Linked DNA regions of Mus musculus: region 1 is linked to region 2. Evidence: chromatin contacts called from public promoter capture Hi-C data. All regions are on one chromosome and are shown on one strand. Each heading gives the region's core, a stretch centred on a gene start, on an enhancer-like site or on the middle of the called end of the contact. The rest is flanking DNA. Distances are from core to core; before and after follow the strand shown.

Region 1 (5,382 bases), core at 2,126-4,625, 1.2 Mb before region 2:
CCCTTGGCGTTCTCATCCTCTAGACTCCCTCACAATGTCCCTTTGAGCTCTGTCTACACCTTTCTAGAAGAAGGTTCTATAGTCCATAGCCCCAAGTTCTCCCACATTCCTCTTGCAAAGCAATTCCAAATGACTTGCTCAGGTTTATTATAACAAAAACCCCATTCATGATACCAATTTTCTGTATTAGTGACTTTTATCATTGCTATGACAGTTGCTATTTAGAAAAGGGAGGTTTTGACTTATAGATTGAGAAAGGACACACAAGGTTCCTAGCCACACTGAGTCCACAGTTAAGAAGCACAGAGTGGACAGGGGTGGGGTTGTAAAATCTCAAGGCCTTCCTTAAATGACTTACTTCCTCCTTTGAGGCTTCACCTCCTGAAAGTTCTACAACCTTCCAAAACAGCACCATCTGATGGACACCACCTGTTTAAACACATGAGCCTACGTGGGCACAGTTCACATTCAGACACAGCAACACCTATAGTTCCAGCATTTAGTAGGCTGAGATGGAGGAAACATTTGAACTTGGGAGTCCATGGCCAGCCAAAATGATTAAAGAAGAAGAGGAGGAGGAGGGAGAGAAGGAGTAGGAGGAAAGGAAGGAAGGAAGGAGGAAGAGAAGGAAAAGGAGGAGGAGGAGAAGAAGAGGAAGAAAATAAAGGAAGGAAGGAAGGAAGGAAGGAGGGAAGGAAGGAAGGAAGGAAGGAAGGAAGGAAGGAAGGAAGGAAGGAAGGAAGAAAACCCGATCATGGGGGCTGGTGAGATGGCTCAGTGGGTAAGAGCACCCGACTGCTCTTCCGAAGGTCCGAAGTTCAAATCCCAGCAACCACATGGTGGCTCACAACCATCCGTAATGAGATCTGACTCCCTCTTCTGGAGGGTCTGAAGACAGCTACAGTGTACTTACATGTAATAAATAAATAAATAAACCTTTAAAAAAAAAAAAGAAAACCCGATCATTATGAATTTCACCTGGGAAACTCTGTAACACTATTACTCAGGAACAGTAATGATGGTGTTACTGACCTGAGCAGAGAAGATTCTGATTCTGGGCATTGGTGAGAGGCATAGAGCTCTGCAGAGCTAGGTAGAACGGGTTCTGATTCTGACCAGTAGAAGGGATGGGGCTATCCCTGGAAGGAATGAGTCCCCAGTTACAAGGGACTTTAAGTAGATCAAGGGGCCTACAGTGATGTCCTTTTCCTGAAAGCCAGGAGAGGAGAAGGAGAGGCCCAACACAAAATAGATAGAACCAGCATAGTTCGGTAGGTCTGGATCCCGGTTCTGCTGTTTACTAATTTTGTGACCTGGGGCATCTCCCTGAGGTTCAGGTCTGCCATTGACTAAGTGGGGCTAATAACTGTGAGAATTTAATGGAAAAACACCTAGCCATCAGGCTCGTTAATGGCACCATTAGATGACTAAGCTTATAAAAACCAATTGGCAGGGTCCTGAGGCCAACACATTGGCAAAGATGCATCATCCGCCCCCCAGAAAGCCTTGTTAGGTAGGCAGCCCAGCTCTTCCTGGCATGCCTTGATCTTCTGCTCCCCAAGGATCAGAGCCTCTGCTCCTCCATCAAGTCCAGATGCCCTCGACAGGTCGCTGTCTCTCTAGGTTTCTTCCCTCATCTGTCAGGAAGGTGGACGCTGCCAGAGATGGGCTCTGAGACAGGCCTCCCAGTCCAAGCCCGGTTCTAAGGCACCTGGGCCTAAACATCATGATGCAGGGTATGTGTCTCTGCTGCTGGAGACACTGTATCTTTATACAATGAGCAGGCTGGGCTAGAGGACAGTAACAGCTAGAGGGCCCCATAAGGACTTCCCAGGAGTTAAGCCAATGAGACCCCACGACTGCAGTGTGGGTGCTGCTTTGAGTTCTGCAGTACAGGTCTCATGTCCAAGGCCACACAGCTAAGGAGTCAAGGCAGAGCCCACGAATGAAACCAACACATAGTACCCTCTCCTGGCTCCATACTCAGAGCTATAGAAGAGAGTCAGAGCATTCTCTGGATACCATGGCTTTGTGGGCTGAAGAACACACTTTCCCAGACATGACCCCTGCTCTATCTCGGAAGATTTGAGAGGTGCCCTGACAGAGGTAATGCTACTTGCTACCTTGCTTGAGGACTTTGACTGAACCTTTTTGACATTTTTTGTCTCCACAATCACCATGTGCTTCTCCTAGAAAGCCCATTTTACAGACAAGGAAACTGAGACCATTAAAGGATATAGAACTTTCTCGGTAACTGGTGGAGTGAGCCCTTGATCCAGATCTGCTTTGTGGACCAAGGGCTTCTGGACAGAGACACGCTGAGGCTGTGTGGAGGCAATAGAAGAGCTTTTCTGTGGGGATGGAAAGAATGTAAAAACCCTAGGCCGGCGGCCATAGGCCAGGACTAGGGTAAATGGAGAGCGGAACCTAGTAGTCTTGGAACATTGTGCGTGGGTGGTGGTGGGTAGGGGGAACAGCAACATGGTTGGAAACTATTTGGTCAGTCAGGTAACCAGATGGAGCTACACTTAGGTGGCCAGGGACAGGGGTGAGGTAGAGGGCCGGATGACTGAGGTTGAGGTAATCATTAACAGAGACCAGGAAACTAGAGGGATGAGTGGGCCTGAGTTTCTGACCTGTGAGCGACTAGTATGACCAGGTCAGACAAGCTTTGTCTCTGTGGCCTTAGAGTGACCCAGCCTACTGTTGGCCAGCCCTGGTCATCTATAAATCTCCCTGGGATTCCCCCAAACCGCCTGGCCTGAGGAGATTGCAGTTTCCACTTCACAGAGTAAGAAACCAAGGCTTGGTGTATTCCAGGGCATTCTGAAGGCAGTCAGAGAGGGTCAAAAATCTGGGCCCTGCTGCTTTAGTCTACACTCAGAGCAGATAAATGCCCAGGACAGGACAGGTCTGGACAGGATAGGGCCAGCTTCCCTTAACTGACTGGGGCCCTCTGGACACCTCACCAGGGCCTACATTCCTCTTCTCCAGCTAAAATCTTGGGAATGGGTGTTTGGATACAAATGGAAAGGGAGTGGTTCTCATCTCATTGGGTCTTCCCATTCTCAGCTGCCCTGCCTTGGCCCTGTCTGAGCCCGGCTAAGATGCATACCCCAAGTCGGCCAACATTCTCTGCCAGCACTTAGTGGGGCACGCAGGTCCTCCAAGGCCAATGGCGAGGTAGGCAGCCAACGTCCCGGGATGCTCTCCTATCGCGGACAGCACTGGAGTGGGGTTTGAAGGAGTGTTGGGTCAGGGCCACCCTTTCAGTTTCGAGCCAGCACTATCGGGCGGCCTCAGGGAGGGGGGTGGGGGGGGGGAGGCACAGCCTCTCTAGTTCGCATGCGCAACAACCTCCCTTTCCCCGCCCCGCCCCACCCCGGGAGACCACGCCTCTGGCCTCCAATGGGAGGAGGCTGAGAGGAGGGGCGGGACAGACTGAAGCCCGGGGGTCCAAGTTCCAACCCCCGCCTGCGGGCTGCCGGGGTATCATCTCCCCGCAGAGTCCCAGGCTGTGGCGCGGGCTGGTCTAGCCTCCGCTCCAGTGCCCGCACTGTGCTCTGCATCCCGGGAGTCCAGCTCCAGCTGCGGCGACGCGGCAGGTAGGAGGCGCTGCGCGGAGGGAGGCGTGTGCGAGCGCACATTAGTGTGCGTTTGGGTGTGTGTGCAGGTGCAGCGCGGGCCAGTGCGTGCCTTGGGAGCACGAATCCGAGCAGGGGTTGTACATCCCGCGGATTCAGGGCTGGGAGTTGAGCGCTGGCCTGCAGGCCTAGGAGGCGGAGCCCCACCCCCACCCCACCCCCCAAAGATATGCCCGGGGCCCCTGAGCTCATCCCTACCTCCACCCGCAGCCCTGGGTGAGAAATCAACCTCACCTCCACCTGGGTGTTCTGAGGCCGCGTTCCCAGTGCAGAAGTGCTGGGGTGTGCTTATCACTGGTGGGCTAGACTCTAATCTTCCTTACAGGTCCCCTTTCCTGTCCTCACGCCTGTGCTCCTCAACCCATTAAACCTTCTAACCTTTCTAGATGTCCACATCCCATGGTTTGGAGTAGGCATGAGACCATGAGACCAAAGATCCCAGGTAGATGACCCTTCACCCCTTCTTGGCCACAATCCCCTAGTTGAATGGGGGTGGGGGGGGGGGCTCTTCCTTACCTTCAGGGCTGGGTGTGTGGCACTGGGAGCAAGGCGGGTCTGGCAGAAACTGGCTTTTTTCGGAGACAATTCAGGATTGATCCTATCTCCAGCTGTCAGGATTGGGGGTGGGGAGTGTAGGAAAGGTCCCCCTAAGGGGGCCCAGGGGTGGAGTGGGGCTGAAGAGCAATAACAGGTGCTCATTTGCCCTGGCAGTCTTTCCTGTGGTGAGAGTCAGCCCCAGACTTCACACAGATGAGCCCCAGCAGCAGAAGGGAAGGCAGCCTCTCTCTAAGGTGACCCAGCCAGAACTGGCACCCAGGATCCCAAGACACAAGCCTTGATCTCCTCTGTGCCAGAGGGTGGAACACTCAGCCAATGCCCAGGGCAGCTAAGTGTTCAGGGAGATCTTCCTGGGAAGCTCTGCTGTGCAAGGGAGGTTGAGGCCTCCCTGGATCCTTGCTGGTCCTTGCTGCAGGCTTAGTGTTTTGGGTGGAGGTGAAGAAGACCAGGGGGGGTCGGGTGTGGTGGGCCCAGCTGCTGCTACTGCCCTAGGCTGGGTCAGAGCTGAAGCCTGGGTGGAGCCTAACCTAAGAGGCTTCTCTTCCCACTGAGAGGATGGAGGGCCAACAGATGAGCTCCTGACTGGCGTGGTGAGAAGGCAGAGTCAAGCACAAGTCAGAGGGGCCATCCTTGCCTGGGAGCTGATGAGAGTTCATCTGAACAAGGACTAGGAAAAGTCCAACAAGGTGAAGAAAGGACCGTAGAGTCCAAACTACGAAACAGTCAGGCTAGGAAAGCTCACGGACAAACACAGGGTGTGACATTGAATGCCAGTCTGGACGGTGGGTGTGTCTGACAAGGACCATCTTTAGCTACCCTGGGGAAGAGGTTGCTATAGAGGTTACAGTAGGGAGAGCCCCACCCCCTTCCTGGCTGTTCTCAGCACCCACTGCAGGCTAGGTGTGACAAGTCAGGAGAGAACCCTCTGGGGCTCCCGGAACAGGAGTGGAAGGTCTAGGGGAAGCTTCACGGGCCCATTACTGGGTAAGAGCAATGTCTGCCTCTGAAACAGTACCAAACAGGTGGCAGTTGGGCATTGGTGGCAGGAAGCCTGTGGCTTTCAGTGGGACATCTGTGGGCTTCTCAGAAGCCTCTGCTGTCTCTGTCTTATTCTTCTCTAATTTCCCTGAATGCTCTTAGGATGGCTCTGAGATCTGGTCCCCCCAAAAGGAGGCCTTCC
Region 2 (5,338 bases), core at 1,542-4,041:
TTAAGTGAAAGAATATCTACTACCTATTGGACATGTGTCATGTTAAAAATAAAAGCTTACTTCCTTTATATACTGTCTCATACTGTTTCCATCTCATAAAAGTCCTAATGATTATCACACCTCTCTTACAAATAAGTAAACGGTGGCTCCAGGCTGTTAAATACAGTGCTGATGAACTGGTGTTCACGTGTGAACCCAAGGTTATGTGACTACAGAGGGGCCGCAGAGCATGAAGTGTAACCTACTCAGTCTCCTGTACAGGGCACTTCATCGCACCCAGCCCCCAACGGCACCCACAGTTGCTCAGTCTCGGTCAACGGTAACTTCGAAAGCACCACTCTTATGTTCATTTGTTGGAAAGTTCATATGGAGCACTTCTTATGTGCTTCTGTCCTAAATTCTAAGTACTGTGCTATTTAATCCTTACAAGGGCTAAACAAAGTGGCTGTGCGCATTTGTGAAAAGAACAGACACTTAGAAAAAAATTTAAAAGATAATCCAGGTAGAAAAAAATTATCAGGTAGTACACTTGGAACTCAAATACAGTTACTATTCTGAAGTATCAACGAGCTTCGCTAGAATGCTCTTTCCTTCCCGTCCTGCCTGGGAACACATCCTGCAGCTATGTACAGTCCATCAGTTACCCTACCTGGGGATACCATCCTCCAAGACAGCCTGATATGCAAGTAACACCTTCTTGAGCTTCACACAGCTCAGGAACTCCCTGTTTTCTTAGAGCTCGTTATTTGTACCACTCATAACCACCACGTTGCTGTAAACTAGGGCTAAACAGGAATATAATGTGAGTTTTACAGAGTTAGCTCCAAGGATAACAGCACTTTCTGCTCCTTCAGAGGACCCACATTTGGTTCCTAGTACCTTCTGGGGAAGCGCACAGCTCCTTGTAACTCCAGCTCCAAGGGATCTGACACCACCTACGGATCTCCATAGGTATTCCTATCTATGTGTCATAAACTCATGCAGACACACATACACAAATACAAGATAAAATTAATCTTTAAAAAGATTTGTCCTTACATTAAAAGTAAAAATAGGTAATGAATAACATGCTATTCAATTATACTCTGAATATCATTCACATGTAAACAATATAAACATATTTTTATTTTTGAATATATTTATATTTTTATATTTCCTTACTCCTCAAAGTTATTATATATTTTACTCTTACAACACACCTCCATGCAGTTGAAACACACTCAGGTGCTCAGAGCCACAAGTTGACTAGCAGTTTCCATATTATACCACTAAGCACCCAAATAAAAGGTCTGTTACCTCCGTAGTAGGTTCAGTTCATCTTTGACTCTTCTTTTGTTCATCACACAAATCAAGGTACAAAGAGTACAGCAAACAGTTTTGATAACTTTTGATTGGGATCATGGAACAAGTAATAAACCCAAAGAAATGCAAGGAAGAACAGCTTGGTCATAGTGCCAGATATCAGGAATATGGGTAAGACCTATTAGTTTATTTCAGTAATTCAAGAGGAAACAGCCAAGCACCAGTCTTACTCTTTCTGTGCTTTTAGGAATTTATTCAAAGCTGTCACAAATAACAGCATCTAACACTGACTGAGAGGCCTCTGTTCTAAATAGCCTGTCTTCATTAACCCGTTTAATTTTCAGAACTCTCCAAAATATAGACTATTATCTCCATTTTCATAAGAGAAACTGGGGCCTGAGGCACTGTCGTGACATGCCTATAAGTAACAAGCTACATAGTAGGGCAAGCGAATTAAGCCAAGGCAACTGCAGCCCTTAGCTTGTCAAACTACAACATTCTGCTCTTTCTCCTAGTTTAAATACATGGAAATCTCAGGAGCCTGAGTGACTGAAATTGAAAAGGTATGGATTCTCCTGTGTCCAACTTGTGTACAATGAGCCGCAGTGAGCAACTGAGGATAGCTATGAATGCAGCCCAACACGGACTCGTAAACTTTGAGACTTTTTAACTGGAGGGTAGAGGCGGTAACTCAAGTATGAACTTGGTAGGTGGAGACCTCATGTTGCAATGTCAAAAGGCTGGACACACCTGGAACCACTATTTCCTGCCAGCCAGGTGAACAGGAAAAAAGGAAAGACAGAATTTCTGTTCTCAAGGAACTAGGGCAAAGCATCCCAAGTTATTACTATAAAACTAAATAAATAAATAAATAAATAAGGGAGTGTTCATTTCAACTTTTCCGCATGATTAAAGTGTTTACAAGAAACCCCTAGGTGTCATGAAAACTCAGCTGCTGCACTTGTGATCGTCAGAACGATTTGCAAAAATAACAGTGCGGTCCCAGAAGTGTAGACTCTGGAGACAGCTCAAGTCAAGCAAGCTCAGGCAGCAGTCTTTCCACACACCCACCTGCACCGTTACGCACTCCCCTCTCGCGTCCTGGACCCTGAGGGCGTCCCGCACGCGCATTTTGGCAGACGCGCGGGGCCTGGGGCAGGAAACGGAGGAACAGAGGCGCAGCGCGCCGAGCAGGCGCCGGGCCCCGAGCATGGCGAGACCGGACAGGGTTCCACGGGATGCCGGGCTACGTCCCGGCTCACAGTCCCCGAGAGCAGCCTTTTTCAGCCGCGCAGTCCTGCCGTCATGCGCTCCTGTCGCTCTTCCCTCCGCGCCCCGAGCAGTTCCCACGGGACCCCACCTCCGCGTCCCGCTCCCGAAAGCACAGAAGGTTCGACTACACGGAACACAGCGGTCAGTGTCACACCGTACATGGGACCGGAGTGCAGACCCAGACTTAAAGCACGTTGCAACTGAGCTACGTCACCCCGTGCTCGCTCTTCCGTCATCACGCTGGGTGGAGTCTGAGCATGCGTGATTGTGTCCGGGAGCTCGTGAGGCGCCGCACCGGTAGGGGCGGTGCAGGAGCTGAGGTGGGCGGGGCTAAGGCGCAAGGGCTGTCTCAGGTTTCTCAGAAATAGCTACTGTTGGGTCATCTCTAGGGAGACTGAGGAATACTTGTGGGCAGTATTGACAGATGCAGAAGGCAAGTGTCTGTGCAGAGTCTTAGGGGTGGAGAGGAGTTCTGAGCTCTGGGAAGTCAGTCTCCAGACGTAGTACCTGCTGAAGTCACTGTTGGGTGGTAGCCAAACAATTCGTTGCTTAAAAAGGAGCTTTGCCTGCCAGAATGGGCAAATCTTTTCTCTTACTTGCATTTGTTTGAAAAGAAAAAAATGGCCTTTGCATATATTCAGCTACATTTTAAGTTTACACAAAAATATTTTTTCGTAACTCAGTGAGACACATGATAATGCTTTTATCTAGTTAAACAAGAAAAGGTCAAAATAAGGACTAATTAAGTTGCCACGATGAGACACCATACATAGTCCTGTTCATCAAGGAGCTTATGATGAAAAGATGTTGGTTGGGGAACAGAGACAGAGAGGGAGAGATAGAGACACAGAGACAGACAAAGAGACAGTGAGACAGAAACCGAGAGAAACCATCACATTATACCCAGCAAGAGCACACATAGATATGTGTGTGGTAAGTGGAGTGGCGACCCAGAGAAAGAGATAATTAGGCTGAGTTTGAGGAAGGTTAGAATTTTTCCAGATGAGAATGTCAGAAATTTTCCTGTAAGAGGAGGACAGGAAAATCTGCTGGGAAGGAAAATGGCCTGAAAGAATTGTAAAACTCTTCTCTGGACAGACTTGAAAATATCTCCAATAAAAATACTTTGGGGCACTTCTGGAACCTTGAGAAAGGAAAAATCAAAAACTTGTAGCCTTCCAAATATGTAGAGATAGCTTATATCTTAAAGTATAAAAGTATATTCGATACCCCCCCCAAAAAAAAAAGTGAAACCAGCAACCAGCAAGCTCAATTTCTCTTCAGGTTAATTCTTCTGTCTCATCTTTCTTCCTCCTCTTTGCTCTGCTAAGTCTCAGGGAGACTATCTTCCTCTACTTAAGGCAAAGGGTTAATTAGGAAACTAAGCAGAGAACCATTGTTCAGTAACTCAAGGGAAAGGGACCCCAGTGGGTAAAATGGGAAATTAGCAGTGGGTAATCTAAAGTGTGTAGTGAAAGCTGATCACTGCCTGCAAGCTTTGTGCTCAGACCCAACTGCTCCCGTTTATCCTTTACTGTGTTAAATTCTATCTTCTGATTTGCTTTCAGTGTTTGGATCCACACGTCTGCCTTTAGATTCATCGCCTTCCCGATAGCAGCAGGAATGACATTTCTAACGTGAATGTTGTACCGTGCCAGCCATAATGATAGGTAGAGTGTCACAGAGTGGCTGTTCCCTGCCAAGAACTCCTCACGTCTTAACTCCATCATCACAGTCACTCTTGCTTAGAAGAAACTGAAGTTTAGAGTTTTTGCCGTATACCCCAAGTTACTTACAGTCTTGTTTCATCCATGTTCTTACTCATTTTGTTACCCTAGTGATTAAACACCCATGAATTGTTCCTCTTACAACATAAAGACTTGGCTACCAGACTTTCTCTGATTCACAAAGTTTCCTGAAGTGACTTGGAGTGAGAATCAGAAATGAAATGTCTATGGTGTTACTCTCTGCTATTTTTTTTATCTGTGCAGTGAATTCTGTCAGTGTTACCCCTAAACTCTGTGAAGGATTATTTTTTAAGTAAAAAAAAAATTTTTTTTACTTGTATAGGTGTTTTGCCTGCATGTGTATCTATCTATGTACCGAATATGTTCCTGGTATCCACAGAGACCAAAAGTGGATGTTGTATCTCCTGAAATTGGAGTCATAGACAGTTATGAGCTGCCATTTGAGTGCTTGGAATAGAACCCAGGTCCTCTTAAAGAGCATCCAGTGCTCTTAAAAACTGAGACATCTCTGTAGCCTCTCTGGGAAGATTTTTGACAGGGTTCTACACAACACACTTTAGCTAACTTAAACCAGAAACTTCTTACAATTCTTTCTTCTGTTCTAAGCTGACAACTACTTATGTTTATAATATATTCTCTTTCTTGAGAAGAATACCCCAGATTAAGAAGGCTCGGGTCTCATGAAACTAGATAAGACTTTGATTTTAAAAAGTATTCATACTGGATGCATTTAAAAGATTGTTTCAGTGTTGTAGCCTAAAGCATATTCATCTTGAACTTCACAAGGCCCTGGGAAATTGTTTTCTGAGTTGATGATCCAATTTATATGCCCTCTGGCAAGCTGTGGCAGTTCCCAGTTACCTTCGATGACAATTGTTAAACTTAGACTTTCCACTTTTTACCACAAGGGAAGCCTTGTGTATTAGTGTTTCAAAAGTTTATGTGTTGGTTCTCTTCTTCCTGTTCATCAAAATTCCATTTCAGCATAACTCCATCTTTTTTTCCTTCAGTAGCAT

What was found. Promoter capture Hi-C pulls out the DNA fragments that hold promoters and counts their contacts.
Region 1: a contact with region 2 is called in a promoter capture Hi-C map of pre-B cells, with 5 times the contacts expected there. The contact joins the promoter of Capn5 here to the promoter of Nars2 in region 2. A contact is called at or near these places in 2 of 39 promoter capture datasets (erythroid cells and pre-B cells).

Annotation. Positions count from the first base shown.
Region 1 is chr7:98,176,267-98,181,648 of GRCm38.p6, reverse strand. Capn5 (calpain 5) reads left to right here and starts at 3,375. Exons shown (of 13, transcript NM_007602.4): 1 at 3,375-3,605. It overlaps Gm16938 (predicted gene, 16938), which reads right to left and starts at 4,455. Exons shown (of 3, transcript NR_045972.1): 1 at 4,161-4,455; 2 at 2,239-2,324.
Region 2 is chr7:96,948,980-96,954,317 of GRCm38.p6, reverse strand. It overlaps Nars2 (asparaginyl-tRNA synthetase 2 (mitochondrial)(putative)), which reads right to left and starts at 2,791. Exons shown (of 14, transcript NM_153591.4): 1 at 2,374-2,791. The coding sequence starts at 2,514.